3 separate regions of the Podarcis muralis genome follow, and all the other regions are linked to region 1. Evidence: chromatin contacts called from public Hi-C data. All regions are on one chromosome and are shown on one strand. The core of a region is the stretch at or near the end of the contact, and the rest is flanking DNA. Distances in the headings are between cores, read along the strand shown.

Region 1 (3,291 bases), core at 352-2,851:
ACAAGAACATCTCTTTTCATTCCCCGAGTTTGTGAGGCTCACTTGACAACAAAATTAAACCAAGCCATTGTCATCAGCCCAGCCCTGTGCAACTCTCTGCCAATAGAGATTCAGAAGGCACCTTCTGTTTCAACCTTTTAAACACCTGCTGAAAACAAATGTGGGCAATGAAGAAGATATCTTTCTGCCATAGTCAGCTGATTTCTAATTTTAAGTTTTTAAATATGGTTTCTATTGTATGGTTTTATTGTCCCAATTGTGAATTGCCCTGGTGTCTTTTTTATTTTTTATGAAGAGCGGTGTATGAATATTTTCAGTCAAATAAACCAGTGCAAAAGAGGGGATTTTATCTCTCCTGCCCCACAGCTGGAAAAAAGGCCTTGTTGGTGGCGGCAGGGAAACAAGTATGCATCTTCCCTGGCCACTTTAGATCCTTGTGACCTGTCACCTCTCCAAAAACTGCGCTCTCAGCTGTCAAGAGGTCCAAGGTGTCGGCGAGGGGAGTGGGGGCAATCTCACTGGACGACTCATCAGATGCTGATCACAGCACTGGGTCAGGATGGATGAAGCTGCAAAATACCCCAGAAAACTTACGTAACTGATTTGCTTCTGCTCTGCAAATCAGGTGCTGCTGCAGGCAGTCATGCCCCAGGTTCTCTTCATGCCACTGCCAAAATTGGTAGGTGGTCTCTGAGGTGGGGGAGACCTGGAGCGGCCCTCTAATTCTGAACCCTGGTATGTAGGACTACAGCCTTGGACCTCGAATATTATTTAAGGAGTTTAACATTTTCACCATCATAATCGCAAGTGATCTGCTCTGAAGATCACGCTGTGAAACGATACTCAGGGATTTACGGAAAGCTAAACTCTACATCAAGGGACGCGGGTGGCGCTGTGGGTAAAACCTCAGTGCCTAGGACTTGCCGATCGCATGATCGGCGGTTCGAATCCCCATGGCGGGGTGAGCTCCCGTCTTTCGGTCCCAGCTCCTGCCCACCTAGCAGTTCGAAAGCACCCCTAAGTGCAAGTAGATAAATAGGTACCGCTTTATAGCGGGAAGGTAAACGGCGTTTCCGTGTGCTGCTCTGGTGCTGGCTCGCCAGTTGCAGCTTCGTCACGCTGGCCACGTGACCCGGAAGTGTCTCCGGACAGCGCTGGCCCCAGGCCTCTTAAGTAAGATGGGCACACAACTCTAGAGTCGGACCCGACTGGCCCATATGGGCAGGGGTACCTTTACCTTTACCTTAAACTCTACATCGGCTGCACTGAAATGGGAAGGTTTAAAAACAGAACCAACGCCTCCCTCCCTCCCACCACAAGCCATCACCACATCTCACCTTCATATATGATAAATCTTGTCTTCTGATATCTATCAAATGCAAATTGCCAATGACTGGGAGTGGTCGAGGACCTGGAGGCAGGGGCAGAGGTGATTTCCCATGGTTGCTGCTCAGAAACCAGAATGTCGTTAGGAAGATCAGCGCAAGCAGCAAGAAAACTGAGACTGGGTCAAGGAGGACGAATGTCCACAGAGCCATGTTGAGGCTGACTTGGAAGGAAGAGAGTGAGAGCAAGAATTGATGGAACAACTCTCAAATACTGCTGATCTGCTCAGTGTTTTGTTTTGCATGGGGGCGGGGGCACGTTACATAACATCGAAGATCTGCACTCCACTTTACTGGTCCACTTGGCTGCCCTGGGCAAAGTCTTCCCACCTGCTGAAAGCCAAACATTATGAGGCAATACTGAAAGAGGCCTATGTCATCCATGAGGATTTCACCAGTTGCCATTTAGAGCTTCCATGATATGGACTATTCCAGTGCATTCTTCCACCTTTTTATCCTTGGCACATCAACTTTCTTAGCATCTGGGTAGGTGTGCCTAAACAATAATGTTTTGGGTTTTCTTTAGGAGCTGACAAAAAGAATACAGTAAAGATGCCTGCTTGCTATCAACAGGGAGGGCGTTCCAAAGCGTAGGTGATACCACACTAAATGAGTTCTTACAAATGTCAATTCTACCAGTCTTAGTAGATGAGTGGGCACATGAAGGGAAAGGAAATCTCACAGGTAAACTGGTCCCAAGTTGTTAAGGGCTTTATATACCAAGAGTAGCTCCTTGAACCTGGCCTGGTAGCAACCAGCAACCAGTGTAGACCTCTAGAGCAAAGGTTTTATATGGTGATGAGGCCTGTTAGCAATCATGCTGCAGCATTCTACACTCACTGCAGCATCCAGATCAAGCGCAAGGGAAGCCCCACAAAAAGCGCATTGCAGTAATTCAGTCTCAAAGCAACCAGCACATATAGCAGGGTCTCCCAAACTTGAATCTCCAGCTGTTTTTGGACTACAATTCCTATCATCCCTGACCGCAGGTCTTGCTAGCTAGGGATGATGGGAGTTGTAGCTCCAAAACAGCTGGAGACCTAAGTTTTGGAAACCCTGGCATAAGTACTGTGGCGAGGCTTTCGCGGTCCAGGAATGTTGGCCTTTGAGCAGATGTGAGACAGTCTGGGCATGTATCTTGATTAACCAGATGGGTTGGGGGAAATAATAATAAAAATATTATTATTATGGTCATAACTGTACATGTCAATTTGGTATGGGCATTCTGCACATCAAATTATAGGAAATGAGTTGGCTGGCAGATATATAATAGGTTTGAAATGCCTGTGTAAAGGTAAAGGGACCCCTCACCATTAGGTCCAGTCGTGACCGAATCTGGGGTTGCAGCGCTCATCTAGCTTTATTGGCAGAGGGAGCCGGCATACAGCTTCCGGGTCATGTGGCCAGCATGACTAAGCCACCTCCGGAGAACCAGAGCAGCGCATGGAAACGCTGTTTACCTTCCCGTCGGAGCGGTACCTATTTATGTACTTGCACTTTGATGTGCTTTTGAACTGCTAGGTGGGCAGGAGCAGGGACCGAGCAACAGGAACTCACCCCGTCGGGGGGATTCAAATTGCCAACCTTCTGATCGGCAAGTCCTAGGCTCTGTGGTTTAACCCACAGCGCCACCCGAGTCCCAAAATGCCTGTGAAGGACGGTTAAATCAATAAATCAAGTCTAAAACTCCATGTCTGCTGTCCAGAGCACCTCAGAGGAAGAGCAATGTTGTATTGTTCTTTTTTGTGTGTAATAAATTATTAATAAATTCACCATAACATGTGTCAGGGGTTCAGGAGCAGAGGCAAGGGCAAGGGAGGAAACAGAGAGCGAAGGGGAGGAGGCAGAAGAAAAGATGAGCGATGACGACGACCCGAGATCTCCGAGCCTTTCCAGTGAATCGGAG
Region 2 (3,138 bases), core at 553-3,052, 130 kb after region 1:
AGGAGAAAAACCTTGAAAATTATTCTACAATTTTCACATTTCTGCTCCTGAAAGCTGACACTCTTATTGACAAGCATCTTTATTTGCTTAGGCAAGCAGACCCAGTAACCTTTGATTTGATTTGATCTGAAGGCAGCCCTGTTTAGGGAAGTTTTTAATGTTTGATGTTTTATCACTTATTATTCTTATTCTTATTCTTATTATTCTGTTGGGAGCTGCCCAGAGTGGCTGGGGAAACCCAGCCAGATGGGCAGGATGGTTATTATTATTATAATTATTTATTATTATTATTTGTTGTCAAAACTGAGGAATACACCCAGTTTTCCCCTGGGACTCATCTTGGTGTGCATTTCAGCCAGGATGTGCACCCATGCTGTGCAACCAAACACTCTCAAATGCCCCAGGCTAGGTTCATGGGTGTAGCCTGGGGGGGCGCCAGAGGGGCAGCTGCCCACCCCCATATCAAGTAAAACAATAGAAATACTCACTGACAAATCACATTGGTTCTGCTCCCCTAACAAAAGTCCTGTCCCCCCTAACAAAATTCCAGGCTACACCCATGCTTAGGTTTCATACCAGGAAAAGCCCAAATGGTGTTGCAATTGTGAACAGCTAGTTCTGAGTGTAATTAACCATTGTTAAGGCTTTCTCCAATAATGCATCAGACAACTGTGTGTCTGTAATTGAGCACACATCATTTCTTTGAGAGTGTGATTTTTGTTTTCAGCCACCTCATTGTCAGAAGGGGTGTAAGGGCTGTCAGCTGATGCAGAAGCTCCTTCTTAACTAGGAAGTCTTTATATTTCAAACACTTGTCTGTTTGCTACAGGCTTCTCATAATGATTATGCACCCAAGTCACAAATGATTTAAACTCTTAAATTTGCTGAATGCTCGCTTTAATAAAGAGTGCAACCTCCTAGAACTGCAGAAAGTTAGCCCTAAATCAGTTGACCAACCACTGAAAAAAACAAAAAAACTCACACTAAAACAGCCCCTTGTGTGCTATCCGAATAAAGTTTACTTTCTTATTGAGCTCATATGACCGTATCCTATGATTGTTCAACTGAATCAAATTGAGACTATAAAAATAAATGTTCAAGAGAAACCACATTTGAAAAGAATGCCCACTTTTTCTTCCTCATTCAATTTTGAATAGCAACAGTAACTGTCAGAGGGAAATGTGCATGAAAATTACAGCACTGTGTAAATTAAAATGTTTAGAATTATCATTAATTACAATTGTATTCAGCCATCTTGCACACTATGGGTTAGTAGTGAGCAGATTAAATAGACTATCTCTTCAACCAAGGTTTCTCAAACTTGGGTTTCCAGTTGTAGTCCAAAAATAGCTTGGGAGACCCAAGTTTGGGAAACCCTGTCTTAAATATAACCTCTTAATGCATAGGGTATTTTGGACAAGCTATTTCATGGACACACCACAATTATGCCTCCAAACCCAGCAAGAAGGTAGGAATCTTTATTTCCAAACTTTTGATTCTAGGCAAAGTATTCAGCATCAGCTTCTGGAAGGGGGGGAGAGGTAAGGGTGTGAGTGTTTTAATCATTACCATTTATACTTCTAGCGATCTCACTTCTTCTAGTCCGTATGCAGCCTAATCAACACTGCTTACGCGTAAGAGGGAACTATCAGCAGGCCAGAGAACTCAGAGGTTTCAAGGAGCATAAAAATATATTTCAAAAAATGGGAAATGAACTTTCACAACAGCCAAATCACTGAGCACGTTTAGTGGGCATGGAAAGCTGACTGACTGTTAGTGGGAGGGAGATCAGGGGAGAGGAGGGGTGAATGGAATGGACTGGCTGGAATCCTGGACAGGAAGCACTCCATAAGATAATATTTTGGTGCAGGTCCTACTTGTATAAAATATTTTTATTTGATATTTACTTCTGCAGCATTTTGAAAATGCTAAACATCTGGACATGTGAAAACATACTTCCAGTATTAGTGAATAGAGGTAGAATGGCTTCATGATTTAAAATAACCGAGAAGCCACTGGATGGCCTCAAAGACTCAGAAATATATGACTAAACACTACTTTTCTGTTCTGGAGTACCCAAACATCACTCTGTGTAGGTCAACTCAAACTTTAAAGTCACATGATGGAGCCATACGCGGGCTAAAATTGCAACGTGTATGGTTTGAATTACATGAAACCAAGTTCCTGTTTCCTACAGAAGAACTGTGGTTTTTTGTTGTCTGAGTTTTCGAACTGAACACGTCACCACACACAGGAAGCCAAGTATGCATTAAAACTTACTTTCCTCATCAATCTGATCATAAAGACAGCATCAGCCTGTTGCATCTGCATTTTGTTTCACGGGTAAGTGACCTACTTTGTTTTAAATATGAAATGTTTTCATCATCACTAAGGACCAAAAACACTGTGAAAAGAGCTCTGTACTTTCAACCTCTTTGCTTCAGTAATATGCTTAAAGCTGCACAAAATGCAGCAAAATACCACATCTTAAAAAAATGTTATGAAAACAAAAGAGACCAGGATTTTTCTGTTCTGCTAGAATCCTTTTATAAATAATTAAAGCGTCACATAATTCTTAAATGTGCAAGAAGCCAGATGCTTCAACTATTTAAACAAAAGGAAGTGGGGAGGAGGAATCAAAACTTTCTACTGAGCCGGAATGTTGCCTTCTACTGTTTTAGAATAAGACTAACGCAAGAGTTGCACACATAACAGATTTTAAACACAACACTGTTGACATTCTTCCTCTGTGTAGAAGAAAAAAATCTCTTCTCAATTTGTTTGTTTCTGTAGAAACTGTATTCCTTCAGTTAAATTCTTACTGTAATCAACTGTATAAGTAACTCCATTTTTTATTTCTCTGCCTCTACAAATCCCGTCTCTGAATTTAACTTATGTCAGAATCCCTAGTCCATCTTTTGCAAAGAATTATAAACACATTTACACTAAACAGCTAAAATAGCAATAACACTCAAGTTACGCACAAGGCTTGCTTGTATAAAAGAATCTTCTTTCTCCTGTAGGGAAAAAAACCCAGGGAAGGGCTGTCATATGCTAAGCATCTATACAAAAATAGATCTGGTTTCTAAAACAACGATTCCTAAACATAGTAATGCAGCTTGGAAGCTTTCAAATAAG
Region 3 (3,054 bases), core at 107-2,606, 170 kb after region 1:
CACATCTGGAGGGTACCACATAGACTACTCCACAAGGACTAACAGATTTATTGTAGTTGAAGCTTTCATGGATTAGTATCTATGTCACCATATGCACCTACGGCTACCCTGAGTTGGCAGATGTTATGTGTACCATGGTTAATGTACCAAACTAAGAGAACATGGGGTACCTCTTTTGTTTTTCACGTTCATCAAGTATTTAAACAGGCACTTAAAAGTACTGGATTTTAAACACCAGCTTAAAACACGTTTGTTCTCTCAGACGTTCACTGATATGTGATCCAGTAAAGTTGATTACATATTAATTTGATTATTGACATATAAACTTTGCTGCTAGTGATGTAATTTAAGTGATTATTTTGTTTCCCACCCTTATTCCTTTTTCTTTGGCCGTATAGAAATGTTTACAATAGGTCTTAACCTCTGCAAGGCCTCATACTCCTCAGGTGGCCTGAGTAACCTCAAGAGGAGCAACTACATTACCCTGTGATAAGAAAAAGTGAGAGTTTACAATAAATTTATTACAATATAAGCTTTCACGGGTGAAAAGCAGCTTTGCCAGACGTTGGCAAGGGCAATACCTAAACGTAATTCACGCAAAACCGTACAGAGAACGTTTTTAATGCTTAAGCTTATGGTTGCCATCAATTTGATTTTAATTAATTTTTATAATGAAATGTTTTTAGAATGTTGCACTATTTTATTGTTGTTAGCCGCCCTGAGCCCGGCTTCGGCTGGGGAGGGCGGGATATAAATAAAAATTTTTTTTTATTATTATTATTTTCCCTCAGCCTGGCCTACCTATGGCGCATCTGTGGTGAGGCTAAAATTGGAGCGGGGAGACCAGACACCCTTCCCCCTCAGCCTGGCCTACCTCACAAGTCTGTTGTGAGTCTAAACTGGGGGGGGGGGGTTTGAGAGTCGACGGCCAGCCACTCTCTTTCTCAGCCTGGCCTACCTCACAGGTCTGTTGTGAGTCCGGTTGGGGGAGGGAAATGAAGGTGCTCGTGAGGAAAGTGAGCAGGGCAGCGAGGGGGAGGTGTCTTTCCCTCACACAGGCACGTGTTGCGCGCCACCCCCTCGCCGGCTTCAGGTCGGGGTGGGATAGGGATCTTCCTCTGCCCCACAGGAACCCTAAACCGCGACACCCACACCCGCCCCGGCCCCCTCAGAGGCGGCCGCCTCCCTCTCACGCCACCCACCTCACTCTCAAGCCCGCCTCCTCAGCTGCGGCCGCTCACGCGCTTCCTCGCGCACGTTTCAACCCAGCGCCTCAGACCGCCCCGGCGCTCCCATTGGGTGCCCGGAGGCCACGCGCTCGCTCGCACTGGACCGCCCGCATTTCAATCAAGCAGCGGAGCTAATCAAAATCTAATGCTACGGAACCCAGGCCCTCCCCCTCCTCTCCGACTCCCTCGCGCCCTGGGGGGAAGGCGGGGCTGGGCGGGGCTTGGAGCAAGCACGTGAAGGCGCGGCAGTTGATGGGGAGAGAGAGTGCGCGAGCCCTGGGTTTCTCTTTTCCCATTGGGCTCAAAGGCCGTCGCTCTTTTCCTCCCGCCCCACCCGTAACCCTGCCGCCTCGTCTAGTGCGAGTGACGTCTGCGCCCGCCGTCGTACTCGACGCGGCTTCCTCTCTGGCTGGTTCAGCGCACTACCACGCCACAGGGAGATGCGCAAAACTGGGGCAGGCTCCAATTGAGACCACACCCAGGGAGAAGTCGATTATGATTATGATTGTTTATTCAGTTTAGTAGCCGCATAAAAAAAAATTTTTTTTTAAAGTAGCCCAGCAAATTTTGGGAGCCAGTGCAATTGTTTTCAGTGAAAGCATTAACTTTGTACTATTCTGCCACAGGGATCAGTCAAGCACAGGGGTCAGCAAACTTTTTCACCAAGGGGCCGGTCCACTGTCCCTCAGACCTTGTGGGCCGGACTATTTTTTTTTGGGGGGGGGGGGTGAACAAATTCCCACGCCCCACAAATAACCCAGAGATGCATTTTAAATAAAAGCACACATTCTACTCATGTAAAAACACGCTGATTCCCAGACCGTCCACAGGCCGGATTTAAGGCGATTGGGCCGGATCCAGCCCTCGGGCCTTAGTTTGCCTACCCATGAGCTATCAAGGTGGCTTGCAATAGATTTAAAAATACAGTAAAACAATAGTGGGGAGTGAGGTGTTGTCAGTCTGTTCTTAATACTAACTAGTATTATAGAGCAGCAGGGAAAATAAGCATTTTCTGCCCTAAATGTGTTTCTTCAGGTCAAGGACTAATGTGTTTTCCCTACTACATTTGAGTGAACCCATGGTTCTAATTTATAGGAGATGGGTAATAATAATAATAATAAATTTTATTTATACCCCGCCCTCCCCAGCCAAGACTGGGCTCATAAACACCAGCTATAAAAACAATTGATTAAAGTACAACTTAAAAGCAAGATTAAAATACAACATTAAAATGCAGCCTCATTTCAGTAGAAACTCAAACCAGTAGTCCCTCTAGTACATCACGCTCCTTCTGGGTTAGTTTGTCCACCCTTGGTTCCTATCCTGCACTCGGCTCTCACCTGTGGCTCCCAGAAGCTGTCATCCCTGTGAGGTAGGCTGGGCTGAGAGGCAGTGACTGGCTTCCAAGGCCACCCAGTGACCTTCATGGCCGAGTGGGGATTTGAACCCTGGTCTCCCAGGTCCTAGTCCGACACTTTAACCACTACACCACACTGTCTCTCAATGGTTAAGAAATCATTGAGGTATTATTAGTGGGACAAGAATATGGTGACCAGTACAGAGGAAGAGCCATGACTCCCTTTGGTCAGCTGTCAGAGGGATCATTTCCACATTTTGCTCTCGAAAGATATGCATCTGCTGGAATATTTACAAGACGCACAAAATTACATTCCTTCCTTTTAAAGGCAGGAATAAGACTTGACAGAGTACACAACAAACCTCTCAGCTGTGACACCCTGTGGCTGGATCGGATATTGCATCCAAGACTTTCACAGACACCAGGTTTCTCAGGGACACTGCCCAACTTTAAAGCCATAATCTCACA

Evidence for each region. Hi-C and Micro-C count contacts between places; a contact is called where the count stands out from the background.
Region 2: a contact with region 1 is called in a Hi-C map of blood, with 6 times the contacts expected there. The contact joins the promoter of LOC114584942 here to the promoter of LOC114584598 in region 1. A contact is called at or near these places in 2 of 3 Hi-C or Micro-C datasets (blood and tail).
Region 3: a contact with region 1 is called in a Hi-C map of tail, with 2.5 times the contacts expected there. The contact joins the promoter of CHLSN here to the promoter of LOC114584598 in region 1. A contact is called at or near these places in 2 of 3 Hi-C or Micro-C datasets (blood and tail).

Annotation. Positions count from the first base shown.
Region 1 is chr14:50,135,485-50,138,775 of rPodMur119.hap1.1, forward strand. It overlaps LOC114584598 (cytochrome P450 2W1-like), which reads right to left and starts at 1,602. Exons shown (of 10, transcript XM_077918694.1): 1 at 1,338-1,602. The coding sequence starts at 1,538.
Region 2 is chr14:50,265,318-50,268,455 of rPodMur119.hap1.1, forward strand. LOC114584942 reads left to right here and starts at 1,803. Exons shown (of 2, transcript XM_028707150.2): 1 at 1,803-2,343. All of the region lies in intron 3 of CHLSN (cholesin), which reads right to left.
Region 3 is chr14:50,306,933-50,309,986 of rPodMur119.hap1.1, forward strand. It overlaps CHLSN (cholesin), which reads right to left and starts at 1,357. Exons shown (of 6, transcript XM_028707157.2): 1 at 1,208-1,357.